2 separate regions of the Danio rerio genome follow, and region 2 is linked to region 1. Evidence: chromatin contacts called from public Hi-C data. All regions are on one chromosome and are shown on one strand. Each heading gives the region's core, a stretch centred on a gene start, on an enhancer-like site or on the middle of the called end of the contact. The rest is flanking DNA. Distances are from core to core; before and after follow the strand shown.

Region 1 (4,485 bases), core at 523-3,022:
TTGCAACAAGTGTCAGTCGAGCTCAAATCAAGCTGTTTGCTCAACTGGTTTTTCATCATTATAAGATTTACATCTAATAATTCAGCAGACACTTATACCCAAAGTGACTTACAGATGAGAAACGTAACATTCAGTTTATCGCAGAGATTTAGCCTATTAGCTATTAGAAAGCAATGCACGTGTGTATTCCAATAGTATCTGGATGCAGCCTTTATGGTGTAAGCTGAGACTGCATCGCGATGCAATGTCAGACACAATGCACTCAAATGGAGCTAGTGACGTCACTGTGACGCGTAGGGTTAGGGGTGGGTTTAGGTGAGCCCATTAAAATGCATTGGATGCAGCCCAGATTGCACTGCACCAGGTCTGCAGCTAGAACCTTCTCGTGTATTGAGGTAAAGTTGGTTTATATTAGCACATTCGTTCATTTTAAAACTCCCATACTGTTTACCATGTTCATTTGAATATTCTGTAGGCCTACTGTAAGTATGACATTAGAACATTAGCACTATTGACTGTAAACAATGTTGTAGACCTACTTTTGATAGTCTTCGACTGCTAATATGATTTGCCTATTTAGAATTCGCTAATAATCCTTTGCAGAATTGATATATTATAGGACAAACTCTGAAAGTGTGAAAGTAGAACAACCTAACTTTACCTCAGTCAACTGTCTGCTGTTTTGTTGATATTTATATGTCTGTTTTGAAAGCTCCGTCCTCTATTTAGAAGCTAATACATGTATTTATGTTAAACATTTTGCTTGCTAAAAAATAACGCCACATGATTTAATTTTGTTATGTAATACAGTGACATTCACGCATGTTTTAAGTGGGACAGAAGTGTCTGAATACTTGTTGAAGCCTGTGAGGTGCAGCCACGTTCAAAATCGCGACGCACTTAGCGGCTACTGTACATGTATCATAACGGCGTGTATGTATTCATGGTTATCACGCTCTGTAATCGTGACAGAAGTTCAGGGCGTGTGTTAGTGAGTGGGCCGTGCGCTCGTGAAGCCGAACTGGGCCGGTGGTTCGTGTTTCTCCACCCGTTTCCATTCGCCCAACCCCCACATACCACAAGAGCCCGCCCTTCTTCATTCCGAACAACCGAACGTGATAACACCCCCTAACGAAACGTCACTCTCTGTGGCGCCGAGCATCATGGGAGCGGTAGTCCACAACGTGTGAAATCCAAAGGACTTGAGCTACTCATAAAACTACAAGCCCCAAACGTCATCACGCCCACCATCCAATCTGAATAAGTGGGAGGGGAACATCCGCCCACAAAAGCCACAGCAATTTTAGTGTGCCTCAAATGCAATTGTGCATCAAAAAAGTGAATTTCGGAGAAATGTCGTGTGAGTGAATTCCCGACGAATATCCTCACACGCACAAAAAAGAGCGGAGAGAAAGGGAGAGCGAACACTGAACATGATGGTTTTGGCATTCATAGATATTTAAATGGGAGTGGGTGGGCCTTCGCGCAGACGGAGATCTCTGACAGACCTGCACATATTTCCGCGGAGGAACATTATTTAATTCCGGATTCAGCAGCACATTTGGGCCCGCTTTGAACGCGTACGGGACCGCCGCTCTTCAAGCCGACCTGCTCGGACCCTCTTGGCATTTTGTGCTCCGTTATTGAAGGGTGTTTTTGCATTGGCACCGCCCTTCCTGGCGGGGTGGGTCCGTGCGTCAGAGCTGCGCCACAGTCCGCGGCCGCTGGAGAAAATAGGCCGTCCTTCTTCTGGGCTTTTGCCTGCCTTCTGCCTGCCTTCCACGGCGTCCGGCCTTTTTTCTCTTAAACAACTCCTCTCCGGGTTTTATTAATGCGGAATGAGTGGTACGTACCCTCCCCTCCTTATGCGTCTCCACCCCTTAATTCTCCATGCGTGCGTCTGTGCCATCTATCCATCGCTGTCCCCCCACTTTCATATGCGATCTGCTGTTTATTTGCGCCCATTGATCACTTTTGGCTCTTGTGCAATGCCTGTGAGCGACAGGAAGCCCTGCTTGATGTGTTTAGACTCTTTTGCATTACAAAACCCGACCCTTGTGTGTGTGTGTGTGTGTGTGTTTGTGGTGCAAGTGTAATGTGTGGCATTAAATTCATCCAGATGTTTTAGGGTTGACTTTTTTGTTGTTGTTGCAGATCAAAAGAAGGAAGCCATGGCCACTGATGGGGGGAAAGCCAGTGGAGGTGATGGGGGTACGAAAGGGAAAACTTCTGGATCACAGGTATCAGATGTGTGAAGTTTGGGTTGAATGGGGTTTTGTGGTGCCCACTTGTTTCTGCAACTGAAAGACAGCACTTCCTGATTATTGCAGGGCTCTTCGGTGCACAGTTACACGCATACACACTGTTCCTGTCTAAAACTGCTGTTTGAGTTTGATAAAACATTGGTGAACTGTGTTGGGTAACACTTTTAATCTTTAGCACTTCAGAAACTGAACAAATATATCATTATAATCAATTTGCACTAACACACAGAGGAGTCCAAAAGTCTGAAGCCATATTGTTTTGTTTTGACGTCTGAAAACTGACAAAGACAAAGTACCGAATGAAGAACAAACATTTAAGAAACGTGTGTGTGTGTCTATATATATATATATATATATTAGCCCCCCTTAAATTTTATTTCTTTTTAAAATATTTCCTAAATGATGTTTAACAGAGCAAGGAAAATTTCACAGTATGTCTGATAATATTTTTTCTTCTGGAGAAAGTCTTATTTGTTTTATTTCAGCTAGAATAAAAGCAGTTCTTATTTTTTTAAATCCATTTTAAGGTCAATATTATTAGCCCCTTCTAGCTATATATTTTTTTCGATAGTCTACAGAACAAACCATTGTTATACAATAACTTGCCTAATTATCCTAACCTGCCTAGTTCACCTAGTTAACCAAGTTAAGCCTTTAAATGTCACTTTAAGCTGTATAGAAGAGTCTTTAAGAATATCTAATCTAATATTATTTACTGTCATCATGGAAAAGATAAAATAAATCAGTTATTAGAGATGAGTTATTAAAACTATTATGTTTAGAAATGTGTTGAAGAAATCTTCTCTATGCTAAATATATATCTATATATATATATCTATATATATATATATATATATATATATATAGATAGATAGATAGATAGATAGATAGATAGATAGATAGATAGATAGATATAATGAAGTTTATATATAGTAAGCATAATTTAGTAAATATAACAGAAGAAAAATGTTTTGTTCATGTCAGAAGTCATTAAAACAAAAATGTAAAAACTATTAAAAAACATGTTTATATAAAAGACAATAATAATGTTTACTTTACTTGCGGAGTCCAAAAGTCTGAAGCTATATTTTTTTGGTTTTGACATCTGAAAACTGACAAAGAACCAAATAAAGAACAAACATTTAGGAAACTGGGCTGGTTTTTGTTCACTAATTAAATGTAACCAAATTTGTGACAACAAAGTGAACATTATAAAAATGTATATTAATAACAGTTATTTAAGTAATTAAATTACATTTAATATTTGTTTACATTTTGTGCAAAGCTAAATATACTATATATGTAATCTAGAATATAGGCAATCTATTTTGGTGCATTTACACTAAACAGATTTATTAAACAGATATAGTTATTAAAATAATATTTTAGACACCAAACTTATTTAGATATTAAATGATAATACAATTAAATTCCAGCAAAATATTGCAAAAAAGAATTACAAACTACAAAATTTCAACAATTTTTTTTTAAGCTTCTCTTGATTTTTCCTCTTTTGTACAATTTGTATTTAATATTTTTATATAACATTGACCCCCGGTTTCACAAACAAGGTTTAAGGCTAGTCAGGATTAAAGTTCATGTTTGAGCTGTCTCAACTCAGAATAACTTGTGGTGAGATGTCTTAAAATATGTCAGTGTCATTTTTTTGTCTCCAGGTGCACACCAGTAATATTTTTCTAAGGCCATTTTCATAAATGTGTCTTAAACAACCTTATTTAACTAAGGCCTAGTCCTGACTTAATCTAGTTTTTGGACCATTATCGTAAGTTATTTTGTCAGATAAGCTTCAGATTTGGCTTCAGTACTGCCTAATCTAATATATATGCACACATATTATATTGTAAAGCTTCCTATTAAAAATATGAACATATATATATATATATATATATATATATATATATATATATATATATATATATATATATATATATATATATATATATATATGTGTGTGTAAATGTGTGTGTTTGTGTGTGTGTGTGTGTGTGTGTGTATATAAAATAAAGATTATATAGTAAGCATCATTTAGTAAATATAACAAGAGAACAATGTTTTGTTTATGTCATCAGTCATTAAAACAAAAATGTATGAACCATTTGAAAATATGAAACATATAGATAAATATATATATATACATGTAAATACGTGATTACAGTAAGACGTTTTGCTGTGGTTTAAGCAAATAATATAAACAAAATGT
Region 2 (4,253 bases), core at 662-3,161, 140 kb after region 1:
TTTTAATTTGCCAGTAACCTGGGTTAAGCACTTCCGGCTAATTGAATGCCAATGCAAAATCAGGTGCGTTTAAGGTCTGTTTTCTTTAAAAATCAGCGATCTCCACTGGCTGACTGATGTCTGATTTAAAGTGGGTCTCAGATTGTACAAGAAGCACTGCATTAAATTACATTTCCCCCGCCATATCTTTCTAATATGAGCATTTATTTTATCCCAGTATATTCAATGAAGCTTCTGCGCTAGCCTGCCGATTCTGACGGGCGCGTGCGAGTAAACAGCTTTTTGTCTCGTTTTACGCGTGAGCAACTAAATAAATGCTAAAGTTTATTTAACAGAATGTATTTTAATGACATTACAACATCGATGCTGTATAAGGAACCGTATAAAGTGGAAAAAAGTTCACAATAACAGGTCACCGGAAGTGTATCAGCATAGGAACAGCACTAGCTCGGCATATACCCTATTAAAATACAGTAGTGTAGTAGGCCTAGTACAGCAGCTACAACTCTGCACAGTTAAAAAAACGTGGCAGATCACCTCAGAAATATAGGCTATATGTCATATATGGCATATTATACACATAGTTTTTGATCAATTTTGAAATATATGTAGCATGTACATGACGTATTTCATTCCTCCGTGTACCACTAGAAGGAAGTCCGCGTACCACTAGTGGTACACGTACCACAGTTTGAGAACCACTGGATTAGATGTTGCCTACCCTGCTGTTGTCTATTAGAAGTTTCTGTCCTCCAGTGTTGATTTTCCCGCTCCTTTGTTTTAGTTGCGGAACAGCGCCCTCGTGTGTCCTCATCTGTCTACTGCTGGTGTTTATGTCTGTCGTGTCATTTCAAAACTATGAAATTACCTTTATAACGTTCACTGAAAACAAAACGATGACAAAACTTTCTTCTTTTTGTCCTGTTTGTGTCTTAAATCTGTGAAAATTTTGAAATTCACCTTATATAAGCCATGTAAAACTTCTGTTCATCAAAGAATGATTTAAAATCACGTTTTCCACAAAAATGAGCCTCAAATCATGATTTCTGATGGATCTTTTGACATCTAAGAGTGCGGTGATTCAGTTCTGAATCTCAGAAATAAATTACATTAAAATATATTCAGATTTTATGATGAGATTAGTCTATAAAATTGTCTATAAACTGAGGGTTTAGATGTTTGTAGAGGAATGTTTTCTTCAGGTGTGGTGTTCCCGTCTGGCCGCTGGGTGTCACTCTGACGCTGGGTGTCACTGTCGCAAAATGGTTTCCGCCGGTAAAGTCTAGATGGGATACAGCTGCGGTTACTTACATCAATATAGCATAATTTTTGAGACAACAATAATTTATATTTGTACAATACTGTGAAAGTAGGGGTAGACGACAATAAAATACTATTTAAAGGGTAATGTAATAAATAATACTCGGTATATTACATTAATATGAGTGCTGGGTTATGGTCAGTCATTAATAAAATACAATTAAATTGGTAATTTAATAAATAATATGAATAATACTTTGTATGATTACTGTTTTTACATTAATGTGATGGTTGGGGTATGGTTAGATGTTAATAAAATAAAAATGTAATAGGTAATTTAATAAACAATATGAATAATGCTTGGTATAATTGCTCTTTTTAAATTAGCGTGAGGGTTGGCTTATGGTTAGCCGTTAATAAATTACAATTTAATTGTTGATTTAATAAATAATATGAATAATACCTTGTATAGTTGCTGTTTTTACATTAATGTAAAGGCAGAGGTAGATGTTAATATGATTAAATGGTTAATGATATTAATAGCACACAGTATAATTGCTTTTTTTACATTACTGTGCTGGTAGGGGTAGACGTTAATAAAATACAATTAATGTGTAATTTAATAAATAATATAAATGATGATCGTTTACTTCCGTCCACAGCTGTATCCCTTTTAGCAACAACGCCGCCGCACGCTTTACGGCACGCACGTGTTTCCTGCGGTCTTCCGTGCCCTTCACTTCATCCGATCGGATCCACCGGCGATCGAATCTGCATAAAATCATGGTGAAACTGAGCAAAGAGAGCAAGCAGCGGCTGCAGCGGGTGTTCCAGTGCGGACAGTTCGTGATCCGCTGGGGTTTCATCCCCACTGTGCTCTATCTGGGTCAGTAAATGAACCACATTCACTGCATGTGCGCGCGTCCTGTGTGTTTACATGCGGCGTTAACTCACCATTTACCATTATATGCTTCGTTTAAAACATATTTAGCGTCTATGAACTCGGATATGACTATTATACGTGTTATATTTGAAGCTGAAGATTTGAAAAAGCGAGTTGTCATCAGTATATACATAGATAAACGTAGATTAAGATATATTAAAGCATCATGAACACATGACAAGATTGGTAGTAAGTAGAAATGATTCTTGAGCATCAAATAATCAGGATTTTTGAAAGCTCGTGTGGTATTTAAAGTGTAAATGAAATCAAAACTATCCATATTGATTTGGTTAACTCACATTGCCAATTTTGTGCTGAGCTATTCATCTGTGCATTTCATTACAACAATTATTTGCATGATTGCAAGGTGTTATATCTGGAAAAAGACGACTATGGATCAAAATTGTGTGTTGTTGAATAGTTTTAGACAATTTTCATAAACATTTTTGATCAAATGTTGTCTACTGCATTTTAAAACGATAATTATAATGTATATACTGCAAATATAATTAGTGACTAGCATCAAAAAAAAACTCTAATTTGCATAAAGAAAGGTTTATTTCTCTACAATTTGAATATGTTTTTTAGAAGATGTTTTTATTATGTATTGGCGACACAAACACACACACACACACACACACACACACACACACACACACAGTCAGTGATATACAGGTAAAATTGGCACATTCAGACTTTCCCCTTAATAATATAATTTCATAAAAGTATTATTTGCAAACTCCAAATAGCCAAATCATATTAGCAGCCGATGACTATCAAAGTACAACAGTGTTCACAGTCAAATAAACAGTGTTAATGTTGTTTTCAAGCCACACTTACATGCTAATTCGGATCGAATATTCAAAGTAACATGGTAAACAATATAGAGACTTCTAAATGATCGAATGTCTGAATATAAAACCAACTGTACCACTTTTTCAGTGATATATTGCTTGTATTATGATTATTATTATTTTTTAAAAATCATGATCAGAACTTCACACCATGTATTTACAATATTTATACAGATTAAATGTGTAAGTATGCTCTATATTGCACACAACGGATGACAATTATTTTGTAGTCTTAATGTATACTAGTGGTGTGACAAATCACAAATCTCACGGTTCGGATCACATGGCTTTTTAGTCACGGATCAGACTAAATTTCACCATCATTTATGTTGCGTGGGTGTTGAGAGCCTGATCTTTTAATGATTAATCGTGCAGCTTACACTGAATGCATTGCTGCAGGCTAAACAAGTATTGACAGAAAGCACCTTTAATAACCTAAGAAACCCACCATGTCCCGAATAACCCACGACAGACTTTCTGTCATCGTTATATTGTACATGCAAGCCTAAATGCTTCCATACATGTGATTTAAATCATGCCAGAGGTATTTTCTCTGCGATCGTTACAAATTTAGGATTAATCTACAAGTAAAAAAAAAATGTATTAGCCTAATCTCCGAGTCACATGTGTTCCGAACCGTGGGTTGTGATCCGTACGAATCACAGATCAACCGTCATCTGTTACACCCCTAATATATACCATCACTATTATAGCCGTCATCAAGGAAGTGTGCGTTTTGAAAGTGTTTATTTCAATTCAGTTATTCCTCATCTAAATACTGCTCATCCTGCTGTGCTTGTTGGCCATTAAGTAGTGATTAACGTCACTACAGGACAGTCTGTCAGGATGAGGGGCTTCTGGGATGCGTCGTCATTGTAATACAGGGTGACTGATTGTAAATAATGTTGAGTTTGTTGCGTATTTGTGTTGCTTGAGTGTCTGAAGCGCATCACTTCCTCCAGCTGTGAGTCTTTGTCTTGATGGTTTTCTCTGGCGGGTGTTTGGCTCTGTGCTTTTAAAGCAGCGTCATCACTATTAAATGTGAAATGAGGAAATGTTGATAGGGACTCCGCTACTGTCATCATCATTGCTCCACCGAAATTTGCCTACCTGTGTATTTTTGGCATGACGGGAAATGTTGAAAGACGTCATGGCGTTTTGTTTTGGTGCTGAACGGTTTTACGTGGAAAAGCCCA

The links. A called contact is a pair of places that touch in the nucleus more often than the background predicts.
Region 2: a contact with region 1 is called in a Hi-C map of hematopoietic stem cells, with 3 times the contacts expected there. The contact joins the promoter of tomm7 here to the promoter of sp4 in region 1. A contact is called at or near these places in 2 of 18 Hi-C or Micro-C datasets (caudal fin and hematopoietic stem cells) and 2 of 4 datasets of contacts at active chromatin or transcription factors (embryo and gastrula embryo).

Annotation. Positions count from the first base shown.
Region 1 is chr19:2,865,915-2,870,399 of GRCz12tu, forward strand. sp4 (sp4 transcription factor) reads left to right here and starts at 1,773. Exons shown (of 6, transcript NM_200124.1): 1 at 1,773-1,845; 2 at 2,155-2,240. The coding sequence starts at 1,839.
Region 2 is chr19:3,005,386-3,009,638 of GRCz12tu, forward strand. tomm7 (translocase of outer mitochondrial membrane 7 homolog (yeast)) reads left to right here and starts at 1,912. Exons shown (of 3, transcript NM_001161487.3): 1 at 1,912-2,146. The coding sequence starts at 2,044. si:ch73-24k9.2 reads left to right here. Exons shown (of 12, transcript XM_073931368.1): 12 at 1-1,612.